4 separate regions of the Hordeum vulgare genome follow, and all the other regions are linked to region 2. The links are chromatin contacts, called in public Hi-C maps. All regions are on one chromosome and are shown on one strand. The core of a region is the stretch at or near the end of the contact, and the rest is flanking DNA. Distances in the headings are between cores, read along the strand shown.

Evidence for each region. Hi-C and Micro-C count contacts between places; a contact is called where the count stands out from the background.
Region 1: a contact with region 2 is called in a Hi-C map of seedling, with 2.3 times the contacts expected there. The contact joins the promoter of LOC123430821 here to the promoter of LOC123430819 in region 2. A contact is called at or near these places in 2 of 6 Hi-C or Micro-C datasets (leaf and seedling).
Region 3: a Hi-C map of leaf shows a contact between it and region 2, with 3 times the contacts expected there. The contact joins the promoter of LOC123430815 here to the promoter of LOC123430819 in region 2. A contact is called at or near these places in 1 of 6 Hi-C or Micro-C datasets (leaf) and 1 of 1 datasets of contacts at active chromatin or transcription factors (embryo).
Region 4: a Hi-C map of seedling shows a contact between it and region 2, with 3 times the contacts expected there. The contact joins the enhancer-like site here to the promoter of LOC123430819 in region 2. A contact is called at or near these places in 3 of 6 Hi-C or Micro-C datasets (leaf and seedling).

What each region holds. Positions count from the first base shown.
Region 1 is chr2H:616,144,562-616,147,408 of MorexV3_pseudomolecules_assembly, forward strand. LOC123430821 reads right to left here and starts at 1,386. Exons shown (of 1, transcript XM_045114659.1): 1 at 324-1,386. The coding sequence starts at 1,190. The coding sequence ends at 816. LOC123427861 (FCS-Like Zinc finger 2-like) reads right to left here. Exons shown (of 1, transcript XM_045111997.1): 1 at 2,411-2,847. The coding sequence ends at 2,800.
Region 2 is chr2H:615,987,994-615,991,011 of MorexV3_pseudomolecules_assembly, forward strand. LOC123430819 (FCS-Like Zinc finger 2-like) reads right to left here and starts at 1,283. Exons shown (of 1, transcript XM_045114656.1): 1 at 393-1,283. The coding sequence starts at 1,268. The coding sequence ends at 726.
Region 3 is chr2H:615,836,369-615,839,090 of MorexV3_pseudomolecules_assembly, forward strand. LOC123430815 (FCS-Like Zinc finger 1-like) reads right to left here and starts at 1,363. Exons shown (of 2, transcript XM_045114653.1): 1 at 725-1,363; 2 at 1-635. The coding sequence starts at 873. The coding sequence ends at 353.
Region 4 is chr2H:615,779,992-615,782,987 of MorexV3_pseudomolecules_assembly, forward strand. No RefSeq gene overlaps it. Among protein-coding and RNA genes, the nearest start is that of LOC123430815, 56 kb to the right of the region's middle. Within about 2 kb of position 1,545, at least 3 of the 3 cell types and tissues checked have open chromatin away from gene starts, as enhancers often do. A contact at or near this core is called in leaf and seedling, where this site is marked.

The DNA of each region.
Region 1 (2,847 bases), core at 136-2,635, 160 kb after region 2:
TTTAGAAAACTGCTAAAAACGATGTGGCAAGCATAGTCGACTAACAAAGGTGCCCGCTGTCGAGTGCATTTAGAACATCCTCGAGCCCATGTACTTATTCTTATTCTGTGATCTAGTTTACTTACTGAATTTTATTCTTATTCTTGCTGTCAAAATTCAAAGTTGGGACTTGGGAGTAGCTATTGTTGACTAAAGATTATGTCCCCATGCCAAGATTGACGAAGCATCTCCCTCGTTTTATGTTGCTTCTACCCTGTTAACTTGCTCGTCTCAATTTCTACAATAACTTGTAGTTGCACAGATGGAAGGCCTTGACCAGGTAATCAAATGAATCCTTTATCCGTTTAATTTTGGGACGGGTAGGCACTGATCTATGTAAATAAACTTGGTTCGTTTAGATTTTAATCTAGATACAGATGACAGAATTCTGAAGATTGCAATTTCTGTGTTCATCAGTTCAGCGAGGGCGGGGACGGGAAGCAGCAGCATTAGAGGCCGACACCGGGAGCTATGAGCAGTAGAGCCCGGCGCGGGGAACCAGAGGCGACGCCCACCACCACCACCAGCCGGCAGCCAAAGTGGAAGAAGTCCAGGTCGCCTCCGTTGGTGGAGCGGCGGTGGTAGGTGGGCAGCAACAGCAGCAGGTGCGCGGAGAAGGTGGTCGACCGAAGCGGCGGCGTAGGAGGGCAGCAGCAGCAGGTCGGTGGAGCAGGTGGACGGACGTGGAGGCGGCGCAGGTGGGTGGCCTTGGCGGCGGTGAGGGAGTAGGTCACCTCCATAGCGCTCCCTGACGAGCGCCTCCTGGACGGGGCGCATCAGGGCGTCGCTGACGGCGGCGGCGTCGATGCGCCACAAGTCGGCCGCCGCCGCCTTGCCGAGGTTCTCCACGCCCCTCGGGAGGCCGTCCACGGCCGGGAAGGGGTCGTGGCTATCTTCACAGGCATGCCCTCGGCTGCATCAACGTACTGTCTTTTGAGCATGGACCGGACGATGGAGACGTTGGACGGAGTGACGGCGACGGTCGCCTCCACGGTGGCGTCGGGGCTAGCCGCCGCGGCGAGGCGGATGGCAAGGTCGGTGAAGGGCTCGATGTGGCTGGTCGCGAAGAAAGGGATGAGCAGGACGCGCATCTTCGTGCTGGTGTGGGTACCCAAGGCGGCACCGGTGCGGGTACCGGCAGTGGTAGCCATTTTGGTTCCTGGCTAGTACTGGTCTACTCTTTACTGGTTGTGCCTGGTTTGTCACTATAGTCTTGCCTTTAAGTAAGCCAGGGTCGACGTTGGACTGTGTTTTCTTTTAACATTTTCTGGTATACAAATACAATGAGTTGTTCATCACTGGAAAAAACATAAGTAAGAGGATTATTTTGTAAAAAGGCAAACGATTCGTTTTTTAACTTAAATCCGGACTGCGGGTTGATTACCTGAAACATTAGGGGGTTTTCTGCAAAATGCAAAAAACGATTCGTTTCTTGACTTAAGATCGGACTGCGGGTTTAATACCGGAAAAGCGAGGGGTGTTTTTGCAAAAATGCCATGACAGACGACCAGAAACCCTATTTGTTTTATTATTAGGGAGAGATTGGTAGGTCAGGAGTTCGACCCCCATAGAGGTCAATTTTTTTTCGTGTGGCTGAGGTTCGATGGGCCTAATGTTGACGTGGGGAAAATCAACGCACTTGTTTTTGATAGGACTGATAACGGACGGACGAAAATTATGGACGGACCAATTTTTGAGGGAAGAAGCCATAGCCCCTCTATTATTAGGTAGAGATATAACTAGTTTAGAAGCACCCAATTACGAAATAAGACGGCTTATGAAAAAAGGTAACAAGAAAATGGCTTATATTTTAAGCTGTGAAAAAGAACTAGCCATTAATCTGAGTGGCTCGCAGTAGACATATTTGGGCTGTATTTCTAAAAGGCCTGGTCCAAGAAGTGCAGCCCGTGGAATGTCTTGCTCCGTCTATAAAGGAACACAGTGTGAGGCCCGCTACACATAATACGCAAAACTATTGAAATTCCTACACCTTAAAAAATAATGAAATTCCTTAAGTCGCGAGAGACTGTGGTATCTCAGTCCATCAGGGTTCGAAGTTCTGATGATTGCATTTATTTTTAAATTTATTCAGAATTTTCAACAATGTGCATTCAGTGAAAAGGATGTTTTCTTTAATGACGAGGTGCCTATGATAACTTTATAAAATTTAGGACAATATGTCGACGAGGTGCCTATCATGACTACGTAAATTTTAAAATTTACAAAGATAAGTATATGTGCGTGTATATGAGCGCTTGCGTCATACTATTTGACACCCACGTCTAGAACAAAATTCAGTTTTAAATCGTCTGGTAAACACCCAACAGTTTAGGTTGTTAGAAAAGTTAAAACCCATCAGCACGCTGAATCATGAACAAAAACAGGATTACACAGACATGTTACATGTCGATCCGCTTGATATATAGTTTACCTAGTGAAAGTGTTATTGCCTCTTGCAAATTCTCTCTGTTACAGAGGAGAAAAGGACAGCCGAGGGGCACACACACATGACCGCCTAATTACGTGATGAATCGTGTTCTTGTTTGATTGACTTCGCCAGATCCATTCGAAATCCTTTTCTGCTGCCTTTATGCCCAAATCATTTGCCCCTTCGGCCCATGCAGCGCCGGTCTGCCGTGAGCTCTTGCTTCTTCGACCAAGGCGAGTCTCCTCGATCCCGCGCTGCTCATTTGGCCACGGGCGACGGAGGCTTCGTGCACGCAGGTCTTGTTGGCTCAAAGTACGTGCGCAGATCGCCGGTTAGCTCGCGACGGACACCTCCCAGGACTGCCGGCGTGCACGCCCGGA
Region 2 (3,018 bases), core at 33-2,532:
ATCTTCTTGAATTCTTGACTAACCGGAGACAAATCAAAATCGTTGTATCAACAGCAACACAAAGTGAAGTGAATGCTTAACGAATCTCTTTTCATGCCTTTTGTTCCACCTTTTGCTGTAGCGTGCACTAACGTAACTAGTTGGAATCTCTCTTCTCAAATCTTGCGCAAGCCCATCGATCCCCTGTCTACATGATTAACCTAGGAATTTTGCACGGACATCTGATTGATAAGGAGGCGACATAGTAATCTCGTTCAAGCGGTGTCTACGCCTTTCACTGGTATACTAGTATACGGCGAGATTTCATTGTGCAGCGCCTTAGATGCTCTACACATGGCCGGTCGAATGATGGACGGTGATCGGGAAAGGTAAAGCTCAGACAAGCCATGATCTTTGGGCAAAATTTTGTGTTGAAACAGGGATTCCCAGATGGTTTCGATTTACAGATGGTGTTGCACCAACCGCGGCTCAAAAGCCTCAAACAAACGCACACACAGAGGCAACAAGGAGCCAGTCGGAGCACGGAGAAGCAGGCGTCCAATCCAGTGGGCGACCCAGATGGCCGGAGCCTCAGCGCATGAACTTTCTCAGACCCGTCACTGCTTCTCCGGCTCAGGCGAGACGAAGCGGAGACACCAGTCTCCTTGGTCTCGCCAGATCGGTGACTCTTGGGATCCCGTTGATTCAAGCCGAGCTCTACTCTACTGGGCGGCGAGCTTTGCCGGCTAGCTCGCGACGGAGACCTTCCTGGACTCCTGCTGCCCGCGCCGGGCCTCCGTCGCCGACGAGAACCGCTGCTGCCTCCGGGCGGCCTGCCTGGCGGAGATGGCGTCGAGCTGCATCTGCTCGTCGCGGCACTCCTCGCTGCAGAAGGGCGTGTCCCCCTTGTACATGAAGACGTCGCTGTCGCGCGCCAGCGGCTTGGTGCAGAGCGCGCACGCGTCCTGCGCCGGCATGCCGGGCTCGCCGAGCGGCTCGGCGTCGAAGAAGAAGAAGGAGCAGGCCGCCGACGCCGCCATGGTATGGTACGTGTGCGTAGGTGACTTTCGAGCAAGAATGATGAGCAGAGCTTGCTGCTTCGGGTGCGGGGAGAGAGAGGAAGAGGAGAGCGAGCGAATGAGCTGGGTGGGTGAAGGGGAAGAAGGGGAAGGCTGTGGGTATATATGGTGCGTGGGGACGGACGCGGCGAGGCCGTCGGAATACTGTGGACCGGTGCGCCCGCGGGTCGGGCGATACCGCGCGCCGGACGGCCGGGGCGGGGTAGCCATGGGTGATGGAGCGGTTCGGCTTGTTTATTGGCGCATGGGCCACGGTGGAGTGCAGTGGTTGGCTTTCATGGTGGACGTGGGACACGCATGCGCTCGGCTCCACCGAGACGAAAACGACGGCGATCGTGCTGTGTCCGTGAAGAGGTCCCCAATGATCAAAGGAGACATCGCTCTTGAACGTCCCTTGTTGATGTAGCCAGTGCCATTTTTTTTTAGGAAAACCATTAAATTCGGGTAGCGGAAATGTATCGCCGTACTGATAAAAAAGGAAAAACTAACAACTACTCGTAGAAGGTATAGCTAAATTAGAGGGGGTCTCGTGAATGTAAAATTAGCCATTCTAAAACAATAATAATAATGGCTGTAAAAAGTTTGTAAATTAGATTGTGCGCCTGGCTTTTAAAAAGAGCGGAGTCGATCAGTATTCGCGTCTACAATCATTGCAGAAGGATTCGTGGTGCCTCCTCCAGTCGGAGACTTGGGCATCAATATATTCCGGCTGTACTTGTATCAGTATAAGATTGCGCAGCTTTGCTTAAACTACTGATTTTCTTTTTTGGCGAGGAGCTTAAACTATTGCATACGCTTAGTGCCGATAATTAGCGCGCCAGGCTTTTTGCCAACATAGGAGACAGGTGCCCCACATGCCTGGCCACGCTAATAATGGACACCAATCAATGCCTATCGTGCACTCTACTGTATCTGTACGTGATGATTTTTTTTCATCAAGCATAGATGGAGAAAAAAGATAACAGAAAAATAATTTGAGGTCCCCTCCTTCAAGTTAGTGTCATACGGGTGGGAATCTTGAGGTGTGGTGCACCCGTGCGACCGTGCATGCATGCACGCCACGGCAGCAACTTGCGAACAGTCGACTCGCGCCCACACTTGCACATCTTGTCTGCGCTCGGCGCGCACTCAACCGGATGCCCTACTCACGCACCAGCTAGCGGCAGCTGCAAGCAATGCGTGCAGTCATTTTTGCAGTCTTGAAACTTCAGTGCGAGGATGAAGGACGCTGCTATAGAGAAAAAAGTTGGAAAATGAACTTTTTATTAAGAGCATGGTTAATAATATAGCGAACAATCGATTATAAGGCTAGCCATAGTGAAAATAATTTAGGTAGTATCATGTACTTAGGATTAACAAACATGCTAATGTGGCAGACAATTAAAAAAAAGATTAGAGTAACATAGATTGATACCGTAACATGTTAAATGCAAGGCTACTAGGTGTCATAGATGTTAATAAATAATGTCATTTATGATACTAACTTATGATAGTACTATGCATTATGAAGGTACTCCACTATGACCACTATGTATCATACATGTTAATAGTATTATCATATGCATTATACTACTATATGAAACTCTCCACTATGACCAGTCTAAACCAGTCTAAGGAGTTCTCATGTCATATAGAGTAGTATGTTTTACATGTGTACTATTTTAATAGTAGCTGACCCATCATACTATCTTACAAAGTGTCTTGGGTCTTATGCTGGAGCTGGCTACTCATCACAGCAAGTACAATAAGGTACAGTGAGCACACTGTAAGGATTAAAATATTATATCTTTGCTGAATTGGATGAGAGAGAAGAGGAGAGAGAAGGGAAGCAGACTCTTCGTGAAGAGCTAGCTCTAGCACGTGCTCCTAAGTGCTTTATGAGAATGAAAGGTGTGTCATATATGATAAAAGTAGTACTCTTTTATAGCTAACTATTATACAAGCTAGCTATAAGATGGAC
Region 3 (2,722 bases), core at 113-2,612, 150 kb before region 2:
CATATATTGATCAAAGTAACAGCAAGATTTACATCTAGAACGTTTGGTACGAGAAATCAATCCCATTCCTCAAAAGCAGAACAAACAGCCAAGTTAATCTGGGGCGAGAAAATTGGAGACGGACCCGTGCATCCATACATACATGGCTCACAGTCTCGTGGCTCTAAAGTTCTAACCACGATCGGAAACACACTATTTTTGTGAAAATAAAACCTCCATGTCCAGCCACACCCGCGGAAGAGGATCCATCTCGATCGTCCAGATCCTCCTCGATACACCCTAAACCCGTGTACGTACGTATATCCCCGTCGTCCTGTACGTACGTGTCTCAGGCTGAGGTTCGATCGGAGGGTCACACGCGCAACGCGGGGCTCCTCGCGGCGAACCCGGCGTCGGTCCACGGGGTGGCGCCGGCGCCCACCACGGCCCTCCGCGGCTGCGGCTGCGGCTGCGGCTGCGGCTGCTGGTGCTGCCGGTGATGGTGGTGGTGATGGTGGTGGTGGTGCCGGTGCTGATGCTCCTTCCTCGCCGCGGACACCGCGTGCGCCGCCGCGTGCTTCTTCCGCCGGTGCCTGGCCCTGTCCACCTCGATCTGCTGCTGCCTGCACTCCTCGCTGCAGAACGGCGTGTCACCCCTGCACAACACACACGTAGTCACGTACACGGACAATATGGTCGCCTTGCAGGTACTATGACACATCGAACGCCTGGACGATCGACGGACCTGTACATGAAGATGTCGCCGGAGAGGGACTTTCCGCAGAGGGAGCACTCCTCGAGGAAGTAGTGGCCGTGGGCGTCCGCCTCGTGGACGTAGAACATGGGCGACGACGGCGGCTTCATCGTGCTCATGGCAGCGGCCCCCTTCATCATGCTGCGTGCGGCGGCGAACGGCGAGCTAGGCGGCTTAGGCGGGCGAGAATTGGGAGCAATGCCGCCTTGACATGCCACTAAATGTCAAGGAGGCTCGGCTGGCCTGCCGTCTTCCGGGGGGTGTGCACAAATAGGGCACGGCCCAACTCCATTTTTAGCCTCCGACGATCGTTGAGAGGCTGCAAATTCACACCGGAGGAGGGCAGAGCCATGAATAGGAGCGGAGGCAAGCAACCGGAGCTTTGCATTTTTGTTGTTTTTGGCCTGATGGAAATGATCCTGAACCATCGATGCTATATACTAGCCTCTGTCGCTAGCACATTCAGTTAGAGACCAAGAACCACTCTCTGCATCGATCTCTGCACCTGGTGGACAACAGAGAAATGAATCGGATAATGCTTCTTCCTCTGCAGATTACAAGATTCTTACACGGTTTGGATTCGACAAAGATGATCCATCCATGTGTTTTATGCATTTATCGTAGCGTATACCACGTGTGCTGAAACAGTCTAAGTTCGTTGACGTACTGCACTAGACTGAATACGGTCTTGCTTGGACCAATTCAGATGCAGTATCATACTAGCAAGGAAATGACAGCACCTCCAATACATTGGTTTTGTTTTCGCCAAGTTGCAGGTAAATTATGCATCCCGTGTCCTCCACATGTCATCGGGGGTCGTTGTCTTGACAACGCAGAATGAGCACATCCCTCCCGCCCCCGTGGGAGAAAAAAAAGGGCACCGGTTCTTGTCGCCTTCGCAGGCGTCCTTTCAGCCCCGAGCACGACAAGAGCGTCCGTCGTCGTCGAAAGCGGCCCGCCATTAAAACCATTGTAAGCAAGCCCACGGTTTACCATTCAAACCTCTCGTCTTCGACGTCGTACGTCCTCCTCCATGAAAACAACGCTCCAGCCCAGTCCAAGACCGGTGCCACAGTGACACGCCGTAGCATCTCGTTCACCGGAACCAACGCTCCGACATTAAGATCTGTTTGTTTCCAAATAAGTCACCAACTTATAAGTTAAAAATTGCAAAATGTGACTTATTTTATCAAATAGACCCAACTTATAAGTCATAAGTTGCTCCACCCCAACTTAAAACTTATAAGTCATCAACTTCTGCATGAAAACGTGATTTATAAGTCAGATGACAATCAAACAGGCGTGAGTTATAAGTCATTGGTTTTAAGTCACCTGATTTATAAGTCACCTGACTTATTAAAACCAAACAGGGCCTTACCGGCGGGCGGCACGGTGACATTAACCGTGATAGAGTCCGGTCCAGAGCGAGCGAACGAACCGCTCCGAGACAATCGCCAGGAACTGCCCAGCGACACCGGCCCCCACCGGTCCCTGCCTCCTCCGTTGCCCACTCCGGCGACGTGAGGAGGTGGGGACCACGGCGCTGCAACGGCGCTGCGACGTCGGCTTGTTGTTAGGGCTGGTCTAGTGTTTTCTTGGGACGTCGTTGGGGTGGTGGGAGCGGCGTCCGGTCAAATAAATCTGCATCAACTCTATTCCCACACTGACGGCGACCTTCACGGCGGCGTCTTGGAGTTGATGGCAACGTGTGCTGCTCGGTCCTTCAGATCGGCGAGTTGGTCTTCTCGCCGTTCTTCAGATCTGGCGAGATCAGTTTCTCGGTCTGTCGCTGGCGTTCGTGGTAATTCGCGACGACGCTGGCGGCCGGGGCGAGGTGGTTCTTCTGGAGCGAGGATGTCGGTCCGAAGGTGGTGGATCTGCCGTTCCTATCCAACCTTGTTGATGGGAGGCGATAAATCTTGGTCCAAGACAACACGGGGACGTCCCCCGGTCGACGTGCTACAGCGACATTTGCCTTGTTGCGTGCAG
Region 4 (2,996 bases), core at 295-2,794, 210 kb before region 2:
TGCCCTATGGCTCATTGATAACCAATCAAGGACAGCCACCTCACCCCGCAAGCCTATTCATTACGTCACTATTCGTAGATGTAGCAAAGCTCGTGGAATAAAGGTCCAAGCCAAGAGAACCTGCACACTTCTCTACACCGTCAAGGATAAAGTGCTTTAAAAGCACCACAAACAACTCTTGTCTTTGGACTAATTAAACCTATTCGAACATGCATGCGCAAAATCACATAGTAGTACACTATACCAGGGGCGGACCCAAGTACAACCGAGTGGGGGCCTTGACCCCCACTCAAAATTTTGAGTTCCTTTGGTATTTGTGTATATTTTGAAAGAAAATGTCTTAAAATTAACAACTTTATAAAAGATGTGCCCCAGTCAAATGATTCGCCCCCGGTCATAATATTGTCTGGGTCCGCCCCTGCACTATACTTCCCGTCTCATAGTGCCAAACCGATGATTGATTTCCATGGAAGAAATTACTTTTCCTTTCGAGAAGGAAGGCAGAGAGAGGCATCATGCCCGGCACTTGGCATGTCCTACACGAGCGGAGCATCGATCGTGCTCAGAAGAAAGTACTACCACGCACGCATGGTCCCGTCCCAAGCTTTACGGGCGGGCGGCATTCGGAGGATGTTGCCGCAACTATCTATCTAGCCGCAGATCGAGGCTGTTGTGCTACACCGCGAAGCGAGCGCGCCATCATGGAGAGAACAAAGAGCCCCGAAATGCCGAGATAAAAGTGCACGCTAGCCCCACCCCCCACATAACACGGCCCTCTCAAGCACCCTCTTTTCTTTACGGTACGGCTCATGATGGTCCTTGCACGCTCATGAATCGGGCACAGGGAATCGCTGCTCAGTTCGCTGACCATCTACCTGCTTAATAAACCCGCACAGTGCGCCCGTCAATTGTGAGGCTGTAGAGCGTATGGAGCGGGCGCGTACGATACGACGTACGTTTGGCGCCTACGATCCTGGCCGGACTAGGGGCGTAGAGGGATGCGCTTTTTTCGGGTGGTTGAGACGTCCCGATTTGTGGCATGTAGGCCAGACATGGCCATGCGTCCGTCCCGGTGCGCGTGGTGGTCCGTGATTCGGCTCATTCAGAGGATGCCAACAAAGGTTTAGCAACACCTGTCCTCCGATCAGATCGCAAAGCGGATCCGGCGTCGCCGTCGGGATTCCGGACGGGACTGATTCTAAGGCGTCGAATGGACCTCCTTAACCCGCGTCTTTATACGTGTAATTGTGCTGCGATGTGCGTTATTAATCAGCGAAGATGTCACAATTTTTTTTTTTGCACGTATGCGTATGGCAGAGAGAGAGAGAGAGGCCTGTCGATAGAGAACCCGAGACAGTGAGGCGGATAGAGCGCGGGAAAAGACGCGCGAGGAAGCCAAGGTGTTTAAAGCGCACTGGGGGCCCACCCGTCATTGAGGTGGGGCCTGAAACAGAAAAGGTCACGGGCCTTTTAATACGGGGCAGTGGACGGGGCGAAATTGGGAAAGTGACCGTTTTCTCAGGGCGCGGCACCGCCGGTTGTACGGTCCTGGGCCGGATGGGCTCGAGGAGCGTGTGCGCGCCGTGTGTGGGCTCTGGGTCGGTGGGTCCGGTGGATAATGATGCCCGGAGATATTTTCCTAGATATTTTGCTCGGACGGAGAGCTATACGGGTTCTGTGCTGCAAGAAAGCACCAACGGGTCGGTGGCGTTTCGCGAGGAGGCAAATCAGACCGCGTGGTTTAGGCGTCCGATCTTCGTACGAGAGCATGTCCAACAGCCGCCCGCGTTACATAAGCGCCGCGTTGAAAAAATATTTACCTTAATACACGCGTTATCATTTCGAACGGACGCGCAAAACCAACGCAGCGGCATATGTAATTCAGCGCGCGGGAGAAAACGGCATCGTGCGCCGCTTATTTGCTACGCCCGCTCCCGCGCGCTGAACTCTCGAGCGCTCGCGCGAAACTTTACCTATCCATCCAACCACGTTGTCGTCGCCGCCCTCGTCATCCCTGTTTTTCCGACGATCGTTCCAACGCTTCCCCGGTCTCCCCGCGCGGCCACGGCTTCCTCCTTCTCTCTCTCGTCAGCGCCGCTCGGCGCGCGCGGCAGTCCTCCGACGAGTTGCGCCGGGCACCCACTGTCGCTTGGCGCCCGCAAGGTGTTCGACAAAAGGCCCGCAAGGTATGTATTGCTTTGAACTTGACATTTTTACATGAATTTTGTTGCATGTTGTTTATAGTCTAGTTTTGAACATTTTAGATGAGTTCGGCATATGATTCTTCCAAAGAAGAATTTGATATGGAAGAGAAGGAGGATCTTGCAACGATCCTAGCTTTGCACATCAATAAAAAACCAAAGCACGGTGGTTCGGTTATTGGTCAACAGAAAATTTGGATGGATAGGATTGATGCCCACAACAGATTGATGAGGCACTATTTTGTGGAGAATCCCACATACCCCGAGTCGTACTTTCGTCGCCGGTTTAGGATGAGCACCGAGTTGTTCAGGCACATTGCAGAGAAACTAGCCAGCCATGACCAGTTTTTTCAGCAGAGGAGGAATGCTGCCGGAGAGCTCGGACGTAGCACCTTTCAGAAGATGACAACCGCTTTGCGTATGTTAGCATACGATATTCCCGCTGGTCTAGTTGATGATCACTTGGCCATGGGTGAGAGCCAAGCCATCATGTGTGTCAAACGCTTCGTAGTCGGAATTATGCAAGTGTTTGACCTGGAGTATCTGAGATCTTCCAATGTTGAAGACGTCGCATGGCTATTGGCGATGAACAAAGCTCGCGGGTTTCCAGGTATGCTTGGCTCAATAGATTGCATGCATTGGAGTTGGAAGAATTGCCCAAAGGCATGGCATGGCTAATTCCACGGACAAAAAAAAGGTTGCACTATAATCCTTGAAGCGGTGACCGATCATGAGACTTGGATTTGTCATATTTTTTTGAAATGCCTGGATCTTTGAATGACATCAACGTTATCA